Regions from separate parts of the Sus scrofa genome. Here all the other regions are linked to region 1. Evidence: chromatin contacts called from public Hi-C data. All regions are on one chromosome and are shown on one strand. Each heading gives the region's core, a stretch centred on a gene start, on an enhancer-like site or on the middle of the called end of the contact. The rest is flanking DNA. Distances are from core to core; before and after follow the strand shown. Region 1 holds the start of WAS (wiskott-Aldrich syndrome protein). Region 2 has its middle 30 kb from the start of GLOD5. Region 3 holds the start of EBP (emopamil binding protein (sterol isomerase)).

Evidence for each region. A called contact is a pair of places that touch in the nucleus more often than the background predicts.
Region 2: a contact with region 1 is called in a Hi-C map of liver, with 5 times the contacts expected there. The contact joins the enhancer-like site here to the promoter of WAS in region 1. A contact is called at or near these places in 1 of 5 promoter capture datasets (liver), 6 of 47 Hi-C or Micro-C datasets (embryonic fibroblasts, heart right ventricle, liver and 1 more) and 1 of 2 datasets of contacts at active chromatin or transcription factors (alveolar macrophages).
Region 3: a contact with region 1 is called in a Hi-C map of liver, with 8 times the contacts expected there. The contact joins the promoter of EBP here to the promoter of WAS in region 1. A contact is called at or near these places in 2 of 47 Hi-C or Micro-C datasets (heart right ventricle and liver).

Annotation. Positions count from the first base shown.
Region 1 is chrX:42,773,019-42,776,046 of Sscrofa11.1, forward strand. WAS (wiskott-Aldrich syndrome protein) reads left to right here and starts at 1,579. Exons shown (of 13, transcript XM_021080063.1): 1 at 1,579-1,797.
Region 2 is chrX:42,845,346-42,848,568 of Sscrofa11.1, forward strand. No RefSeq gene overlaps it. Among named protein-coding and RNA genes, the nearest start is that of GLOD5, 30 kb to the right of the region's middle. Within about 2 kb of position 1,521, at least 70 of the 83 cell types and tissues checked have an H3K27ac peak or open chromatin away from gene starts, as enhancers often do. A contact at or near this core is called in alveolar macrophages, embryonic fibroblasts, liver and 1 more, where this site is marked.
Region 3 is chrX:42,670,358-42,673,537 of Sscrofa11.1, forward strand. It overlaps EBP (emopamil binding protein (sterol isomerase)), which reads left to right and starts at 1,702. Exons shown (of 4, transcript NM_001167646.1): 1 at 1,702-2,002. The coding sequence starts at 1,702.

The DNA of each region.
Region 1 (3,028 bases), core at 329-2,828:
CAGTCAGATTTGTTCCTGCTGAGCCACGACAGGCTCTCCTATTTATTGGAGTTTTTTTTTTAAATCCTTTTATTTTATTCAAATAGACTCATCCTTTAATTCATAAGCTAAAGACCTTCCATTTCTGTCTTCTTTAATTGTATCACTTTGGGGTGTTTTTCTGTAAAAAGAAACTATATAGCGTATTGCATGTTGGTTCATACCATACTATAAGCATTAGGGCAAGATCTCAAAAACAATGCACCCCTCACCAACTGTGGACCCTGAGTGTAGATACAAAATTGAAGTATATGTTACAAATCCGGTCACCATCAGAAACATTTAGTGATGACCAAGTGCTCACACTTTAACTGACCTTTCGATTTTTTTCTACCCAGCACCTCAAGTGCCCATATGCACACTTGTAATAGAATCAGAGCTGATACAAAGGCCTGCTTGTGTTTTCAGCAGTGGAGGCAGTGCTGGGCATACACTTGGAGTTTCTGAGTGAATTAAGAGAAATTTGTCCCGTCTGGTGAAAGCGGGAGACTCAGGGCACAGGCTTCCTAAAATTGGGGGCACTGTGTTAAATGATCAACAGTCCCCTCCCTTTCAGCATGTGACTGACCCAGGCCAGTGAACTGGGGCCCCACCTATACCATCTATATCCCTGTGAATCATGTATGTATTTATATTTATATAATGCATATAATCTAGACTTATAGTTTAGTTTACATATATAATGTAAACATTGCAGACTTTAAAGTAGGTATCACTGTGATGTACATTAAATAACACCTAGCAATCATAGCAATCCTGTCGTGGTCTGACCAGGCCTAACCATCGCTTTGCACAACATTGAATACTGGGTAAAGTTTGTATTCTCTTAAATACATTTTGTCAAAGGCCTCGCTGTCAGGGCTTTGAACTCCTGTAATTTTGTACCAGTCTTTTCAGGAGTAAAATTAATAATTTTAGTACATCATATCTGAAGACCACAAGATGTTCACCGCAATTTTCAGTCCTGGCCCAACTGTGCTCATCCTATTGTGGCAAGATGTACTTTTATTTAAAGTAACTTCTGAGAGTTTTCCTAAAACTCAAAGAACGCCTTTTGTTTTGACTAGAGAATAATGAATGCAAGAACCCCTGGGCAGTGGCAAGAAAACCCTAGTGGGATAGTTACAGAGTTTACGATTGTATGGCTCAGTGCACTAGGCACCACGCCCTGGTGTGTGATCTTACTAACCCCCAGGAGTAAACATTAATTTTTACCCCTTCTACACGTAAACAATCTGAACCTCCGAGGCGGTATTCGAACCCATCACACGAAAGCCCCAAAGTGCAGCTTAAGAGGCCAGGCACAAGGGTCTGGCACCCACTGCGCATGCTCCGAACCCGTGACCAATGGAAGCCCGGAGCGCGGAAGCGGAGGCGGGGCTGTGTTATTCTCCGAACCCTTGCAGCTTCAAAGAAGAGCTGGGAGGAGAATTTGACTATCGACCAATCAGAGCCCTGGATCCTGCTCTCCCCACCCCTGAGCCAATTACCGGCTCCGCTGCTTAGCGAGCTACTTCGAAATTAAGGAATAGAGGGGACGGTGAGAGTGGTTTAAGATGGCGGGTGTAAGAGCTGCTGAGGGCGCGACCAGCGTGAGCACACCCCCCTGAAGCGGCTGGGAGTCGGGAGGACGGTACAGGAATCTTGGGACAAGCAGGATGGCGACAGTCCTTTCTCCATTAGGGAATGAGGCAGCCGTTTTTTTCCTCCACCACAAACAAAATTGTTTCTTACAAGATGGCCACCCTCTCCGCAGTGGTACGATCCTGGGCAGACTGTTCCATTTTGCGTCCCCCCCCAACCCCCACCCCCGGCCCTCAGTAGTCCGTTCCAGGCTGCAGGAATGGATTACTCCTGGGCTCCCTGTCAAGGGTGTGGGCGGTCCCTGGTACTCAGAGACCGGAAAGTGGAAACTCCTAGAGTCATACAAATTCGGGTGTGGACCCTTCTGGTGTCACACAGGCTGGGAAATAGACACTTGGGGGTCACAGATCGTGGTAGAGAGGTAGGGAGTACCCATTTAGGGAGCGTTGGTGGTGACTTTGAGGTTGTGGGCAGTGTAGGGACTACGAGGGCACCTTTGGCTTCCGCCTGGTCCAAGGTTAGCAGCACCAGCCTAGAAGGGAAGGAGAAGGCTGGCTGGCACGGTGTTTTCCCCTGCAGGTGGAAGGAGGAGGGCATAAAACGTGGTGGGTGGGACTTCGAGTTTGGCAGGGAGGTCTCTAGGAGTATGTCCTGGCTTTGGAGGAGTCTTGGATGGTCCCAGAGAATGGATCTCTGAGTTGGGCTTTGCAGCAAGGAAACATAGAGAAAGGGCAGTGGGAAGGTCTCTGACCATCCGCCAATGATGGTTGGACCTGAACGTCTAATGGAGGACAGTGAGGAGAGGATTGGGACAGGGGTGACAATGCTAGGCTGAGGGAGGGATAGTTCATTTATCTCCAAGTTACTGGGCTACTTCATGAAAACACACACCGATGACTAATTATAACGTGTTATGTCCTCATCATTCGACTTGAATGAGTTTATTCAGTCTTCACAACAGTCTTAACTGCTATTATTATCTCCACTTTATGGATGAGAGAACTGAGGCACCTAGAGGTTAACAACTGGTAAGTGCCAGAGCCAGAGCCAAAGCTGGAGGCTTCATAATGGGTTCTATCTACTGAGCAATTCCCCCCCCCCTTTTTTTCTTGCTCTTTAGGGCCACATTCGAGGCATATGGAAGTTCCCAAGCTAGGAGTCCAATTGGAGCTGTAGCTGCTGGCCTTTGCCACAGCCACAGCAATGTGCAATCTGAGCATCAGTTGCAACCTACACCACAGCTCAAGGCAACACTGGATCCTTAACCCACTGAGTGAGGCCAGGGATCCAACCTGCATCCTCATGGATACTACTTGGGTTCATGCCCGCTTCGCCACAATGGGAACCCCTCCACTGAGCAATTCTAATGTCCACAGGTGTCTCTGCTTTTCTGTGCATGCCCTTT
Region 2 (3,223 bases), core at 271-2,770, 72 kb after region 1:
GATCTAAGGACATAAAAAGTAACTTATAAAGCTTAAATACATCGTTCCACAAGCTCAGAAAACAACATTAAGCCCCTTTCGCAGTCCAAGAAATGCCAAAAACCAAAAGTCAGATTCAACTTTAAGAAAGAACAAAAACCAAAACCCTACACTTGCAAAGACAAGGACCCTCAAACAACTTAGAGATTTCACACCCTAGGACAGAGACCCACAAACATCTGGAAGACCTAAAACCCCTGTGATGCAGACCTCAAAATAGCTGAGAGACTTCACAATTTGTTCAGAGATGCCCTGCCCTGAACTGAGATTCCAACGCAAGTCTGAGATTTGACATTCCAGACACAAGTCCCCCAAACTGCACACAGCACAGGAACCTTATGAGTTGACTGACTTGAGAACCACTTTCCTCCTACTCACCTACACTCAGCCGAACATCTCCCCAGCCTGATACTTAAAATCCCATCATTAAAAAGTTTACTCCTTTAAGTCTCGCCCCTCCCCCCGCCTTCAAAATTCTCCTTTTAATTGCCACACGCCCCTCCAGCTTACAGCATGAGATCATGCATTGCTCTCTAGCCGGGTATGGCCCAGCCCCTCACCCTACTCCTTCATACATGCACTGCCCCACACCCCAACTCAGGCCTGGACCAGAGGGGACAGGAAACTTCCAAGTCATCCTCTCCGGAGGGAGGAAGGGATGATTTGGAGGAGGATCGTGAGATCGCCTTGAACCTTCTCTGCAGGACTCGGACCTACAGAGGCAGCCTGTTACACGGATGTCAGAAGCCCTGGAGAATTTTTTTTCAGTGCTGTTGTGACCTGGGAGTGGATCCAGAAATCAATATAATGGGATGCAATAAGCATTGTTTTAAAAAGAGAAAGAACAGATAGAAGAGAATAGAAAAGATTACCCGACACAATCTGTGTCAGCCAATAATGCCAGCTTCTTTTACAGGTGCGGAAACTGAAGTTCCTAGATGGGATTCGAACCTACAGTCTCCAGTAGCCAAAGCCCTGCCTCAGCAACCCCAAACGCCAAACCGAGAGCCATAGCGCCTGCGCCAAACCAGTAGCCAATGACAGCCTGGAGCCAGGGGGATCCGGCTCATAGCCTGTAAGAGATTTGGGAAAACCTCTGTACCCTGGAAGAGCTTGAGTAGGCAATCTCACGGCGGCCAATCATAGCTGAGGGCAGGACTTGCTCCCACCCTACTCACCCAGCAGCCAATCACCGCTCCAGCTACCGCCTTCCAACCCCACCCCCACCCCACCCCGCCGCTGTTGATTAGACTCGGTAGAACCAACCCAGGCGGGACCAAATGAAAGGTCATGGTGATGGCGGCTTCCAGATAGGTGGAGGCTCCAGGTTGAGGGTGGGGTTCCCCCCACATGCCTGGCCTCCGAGGCCAAGGTCGGTCAGGGCATCGCCATTCTCTCCATTTGGGGCAGGGGCTGATCCATGCGCAAAGTCTTAGGTGTCCTCACATGCACAGTGGTTTCTTCCAAAGTACACGGCCCCCCCCCCCGTCCCCGTGGTACCTCCCAGAGTGGACTGTCCCATCCCGCAAAGGTGTGTCCAGGATCTGCAATGTCTCATCATTAACTATTCATTCCCACCCCTCACACTGCGTGCGTGACCTAAGAAGGGCTATTTCATATCAGTTTTCCACTGATGTTGATATCATGTCAATTGGTTCACGCCAATACAACTAAGTAGATATTTCTCTTTCACATCTTCCTCCCCCTGCCCATGTTCCCTCCCCGTCTCACTCTCACATATCTCCCCAGTGGACCATCCCAAATCTGATGAGCCTGTTGAGAGCGAGGGCAAGGGATCCAACCCCTTGCTGCAGTCCTGGCCCATAAGGAGGTTTCATTTCTCCCAGTGCTACTGATGAAAGTGTGAATTTGTGTGCCAACATCTATCGGAATAAAAAAAATGACACACCTTCCCACTAGGATGGCAGTACCTCCAGGATGTATATGGATTTCTGTTTCCTCTGTGTCTCTGCAGCACTTAAAACGGTGCTTTGCACACATTAGGTAGTCAAAGTAGGGACTGCTAAATAAATGACTCCTCTGACCTGGCAGTTCACTTCTAAGTATGTGTTCTAAGGAAATACACATGCACAGGTCTGTGCTCACAAGAATGGAAGGAGCACGCAACTAGCGGGGAAAGAGTGATTCATGTTATACTGTCACGTACAGGCTGGCTGTGAGATGGAATGAGACCTCAGCACTGGAAACGTACCCCAAATGGCTCAGGAAATATCCCATCATTGGACACAGAGCACAAAAGAGCCTGGAGACCTCACCCCATGGGGCACAGAGTCCAAAACAGTTTAGGGATCTCACACTGTGGACAATGACCACAAAACAGCCTAGAGACCTCATACTCTGGCCAAAAGCTGGCAAAAAAGCTCAGAGAACACACAGTTAGTTCATAGATAGCATCCTTCAGTCTCAGACTCCTACAAACATCTCAGAGACTTCACTCCCTGGGACATTAAAACGTCTCCACACTGGGATGTGAATCCCAAATGGCTGACATACCTCACAGCGCAGACACAGACCCCCAAACAGCTCAGAGACCTCACCCCCTGGGATTTACCTTAAAAATCCCAGCCAAGAAACTATTGCCTTTGGAATGGATGAGCAAAGAGATCCTGCTGTATAGCACTGGGAACTATATCTAGTCACTTATGATGGAGCATGATGGAGGATAATGTGAGAAAAAAATGGACATATATGTATGTGTGACTGGGTCTCTTGCTGTACTATAGAAAATTGACAGACCACTAAACCAGCTATAATGGAAAACATAAAAATCATTACAATAAAATTTTTTTTTCAAAAACAAAAATTCCAGCTAAGGAATTCCTTTCATGGCTCAGTGGTTAACAAACCCAACTAGGATCCATGAGGATGCAAGTTCGATCCCTGGCCTCACTCGGTGGGTTACGGACCCAGCATTGCCGTGAGCTGTGGTGTAGGTTGCAGACACAGCTTGGATCCCGAGTTGCTGTGGCTGTGGCGTAGGCTGGCAGCTGTAGCTCCGATTCAACCCCTAGAGCCTGGGAACCTACATATGCCATAGGTGCAGCCCTAAAAAGAAAAATAAAAAAAAATCCCAGCCAAGACCTCACCCTTTTGATATGGACCACAAAACAATCCAGAGGCCTAGACACAAACAGAATGAGGGTGTCACACATGTACCCGCTGG
Region 3 (3,180 bases), core at 452-2,951, 100 kb before region 1:
CACAATGCAATGCTGATTCAACAGAAGATTGGGGGGAGGATAAACACTCGATTTCCGATGGGATTGATAAGCGGATAGGGAAATTGAAGACGAGACTCGCCGCAGATTGGCTTCCGCCCTAAAACGCCCACCAACCTTGGCCCTCCCCGCCTCTCCCACTCCTGACTGGGTCTCAACCAATAGAGAAAATGGCACCACACATGAGGGCGGGGTCGGAGGCACACAGAGAATTCCTACTGGTTGGGAGCAGCACTGGCCGCCTTGCGAGCCTCTCCATTGGCCAACTCCATAAGGCGAGGAAACCGTGAAGGGATGGGTAAGAATCACGGCTCTCTCGGACCCTGCGAGCTAGCCTAGAGAGACCTGGGAGGCTGTGGGAGAAGCCGCCGCAACCGCGCTGCTGGGTGAGTCCTCTCCGCCAGGACTGCCACTCCATCCCCTAGCTCTTAATTGCCAAATGACCGACCCTCGGCGCGCCTGCGCGAGACCCTTTCTCTCCGCCACCCGCCTGCCAACCCACGCCGTGCCTCCCCGCCCTCCCACGCGCTTGCGCAGGATCCCCGGCTACCGCGCTGTTGTCCGGACGACAGAAGATCCACCTTCTCATTGGGCAGCTGGAGTAGAGGATTCTGGTTTTGATTGGTGGTCTCTGTCTTTGACCCTCCTTTTCCTTTTTAGCGCCCCAAGCTGGGATCCTGTCCTCCACGTTCCTCTTTCTTGCAGGTTGGCTGCGGGTTGCACTCTTTCAGGAGGGATCGGGCAATCCCACACACTGAACCTGAGGGTAGTATTTCTGATTAGTTTTCTCTCTTCTGTCCTGCAGTTGTCAGAACTATGGGGAGGGTAATAGCTGTCCATTGAATGATGCAAGACAGAGACCCCTGCAGTGGGACCTAACCTGGTCGTTGTGTCTCCCCCAGCAGACTGTGACCCTTGAGGGCTGGAACCAGGCCTGGCTCCTTTGTCTCCCCCAGCCGTCTGTGACCTCTAAAAGCGTGGACCAAGCCTGGTTCCTGTGTCTCTCCCCACCAGAGCGTGACCAATGAGGGCTAGGATCTAGTCTGATTCTTGTGTCTGCTCACCAGACTGTGACCAATGAGGGCAGACTAGACCTGGTTCCTGTCTTCCCCTGCAGACTGTAACCAGTGAGGGCTGGGACCTGTTCTGGTTCCTGTGTCCACCACATATGGCTTCCGGAGGGCTGGAACAAACTTTCAGACTTTGCGTGGTCTTCCAGTCATGTTTTTAAAACAGCGTATAATTAATTGAGTCCATTTACATTTCTTATCATAACAGATTGATTTTGTGTGTGTGCGTGTGCTTGTGTGCGTGTGTGTGTCTTTTTAGGGCAGCACTGGCCTCATATGGAATTTCCCAGGCTAGGGGTTGAATTGGAGCTGTAGCTGTCAGCCTGTGCCACAGCCACAGCAATGCGGAGTCTGAGCTGCATCTGCAATCTACACCACAGTTCACAGCAACGTTGGATCCTTAACCCACCGAGCCGGGCCAGGGATCAAACCCACGTCCTCATGGATACTAGACGGGTTCATTACCGCTGAGCCAGAGGGGGAACTCCTAGATTTGATTTTATGATCTCATTCTGTGCTTTCCCTTTGTTTTTTTTTTCCCAGGTTTTTCCTCTTTCTTTGTTCTCCTTTCTACATATCCATACACAGCCCACAGCTGTCAGCCGACAAAGACATGACCACCAACGCCAGCCCCATGCATCCATACTGGCCTCGGCACCTGAGGCTGGACAACTTTGTGCCTAATGACTGCCCCACTTGGCATATCCTGGCTGGCCTCTTCTCCGCCTCTGGAGTCTTAGTCGTCACTACCTGGCTGTTGTCAGGTCGTGCTGCGGTCGTCCCACTGAGCACTTGGCGGAGACTGTCCTTGTGCTGGTTTGCAGTCTGTGGGTTCGTTCACTTGGTGATTGAGGGCTGGTTCTGTCTCTACCACGAGGAGCTTCTTGGAGACCAAGCCTTCTTATCTCAACTCTGTGAGTCCTAAGTTCTTCAGCGTGCTGTGGGAGGGAATTTCCTGGGCAGAGATTGGCTTAGATGGTCACCCACCCACTGACACTTTTCCCATTAATTAAATTTTTTTTTTGGTCTTTTTGCCTTTTCTAGGGCTGCTCTCATGGCACATGGAGGTTCCCAGGCTAGGGGTCGAATCGGAGCTGTAGCTGCCGGCCTACACCAGAGCCACAGCATCGTGGGATCTGAGCCTTGTCTGCGACCTACACCACAGCTCACGGCAACGCCGCGTCCTTAACCCACTGAGCTAGGCCAGGGATTGAACCTGCAACCTCATGGTTCCTAGTCGGATTTGTTAACCACTGCGCCACGACGGGAACTCCCCATTAATATATTTTTAAAATGTATTTAACTTTTTTGTCGCATATATATTCACATGGATCCAAAGCGATTTGGACCCATTTAAAGAAATATGCAGTGAAAATCTATCTACCTTCTATCTACCAAGTTGCCCCCAGTAATTGCTTATATTTCACACACATAAACCTCAGTTTGCTCAACTGTAAAAGAGGGAGAATTGTGGAGTTCCCGTCGTGGCGCAGTGGCTAACAAATCCGACTAGGAACCATGAGGTTTCGGGTTCGATCCCTGCCCTTGCTCAGTGGGTTAGCGATCCAGCGTTGCCGTGAGCTGTGGTGTAGGTTGCAGATGCAGCTCGGATCCTGCGTTGCTGTGGCTCTGGCGTAGGCCGGCGGCTACAGCTCCGATTCGACCCCTAGCCTGGGAACCTCCATATGCCGTGGGAGCAGCCCAAGAAATAGCAAAAAAAAAAAGAGGGAGAATTGTAATATCCAAATACACGTAAGACACTTAGAACAGGGTTTGGCAGGTAGTAGATACCTTATAACTATATCTTTACTTTTTTTTTTTTTTTTAGGGCCACTCTTGTGGCATATGGAGGTTCCCAGTCTAGGGTTCAAATCAGAGGTACAGCTGCCAGCCTACATCACAGCCACAGCAACACAGAATCCAAGCCACGTCTTCGACCTACACCACAGCTCACGACAACACCAGATCCTTAACCCACTGAGCGAAGCCAAGGATCAAACCCGTAACCTCAGGGTTCCTAGTCAGATTCATTTCTGCTGTACCATGACGGGAACTCCTTGTCTTCATCATTTTTATTTTTCTCCTTTTTGTA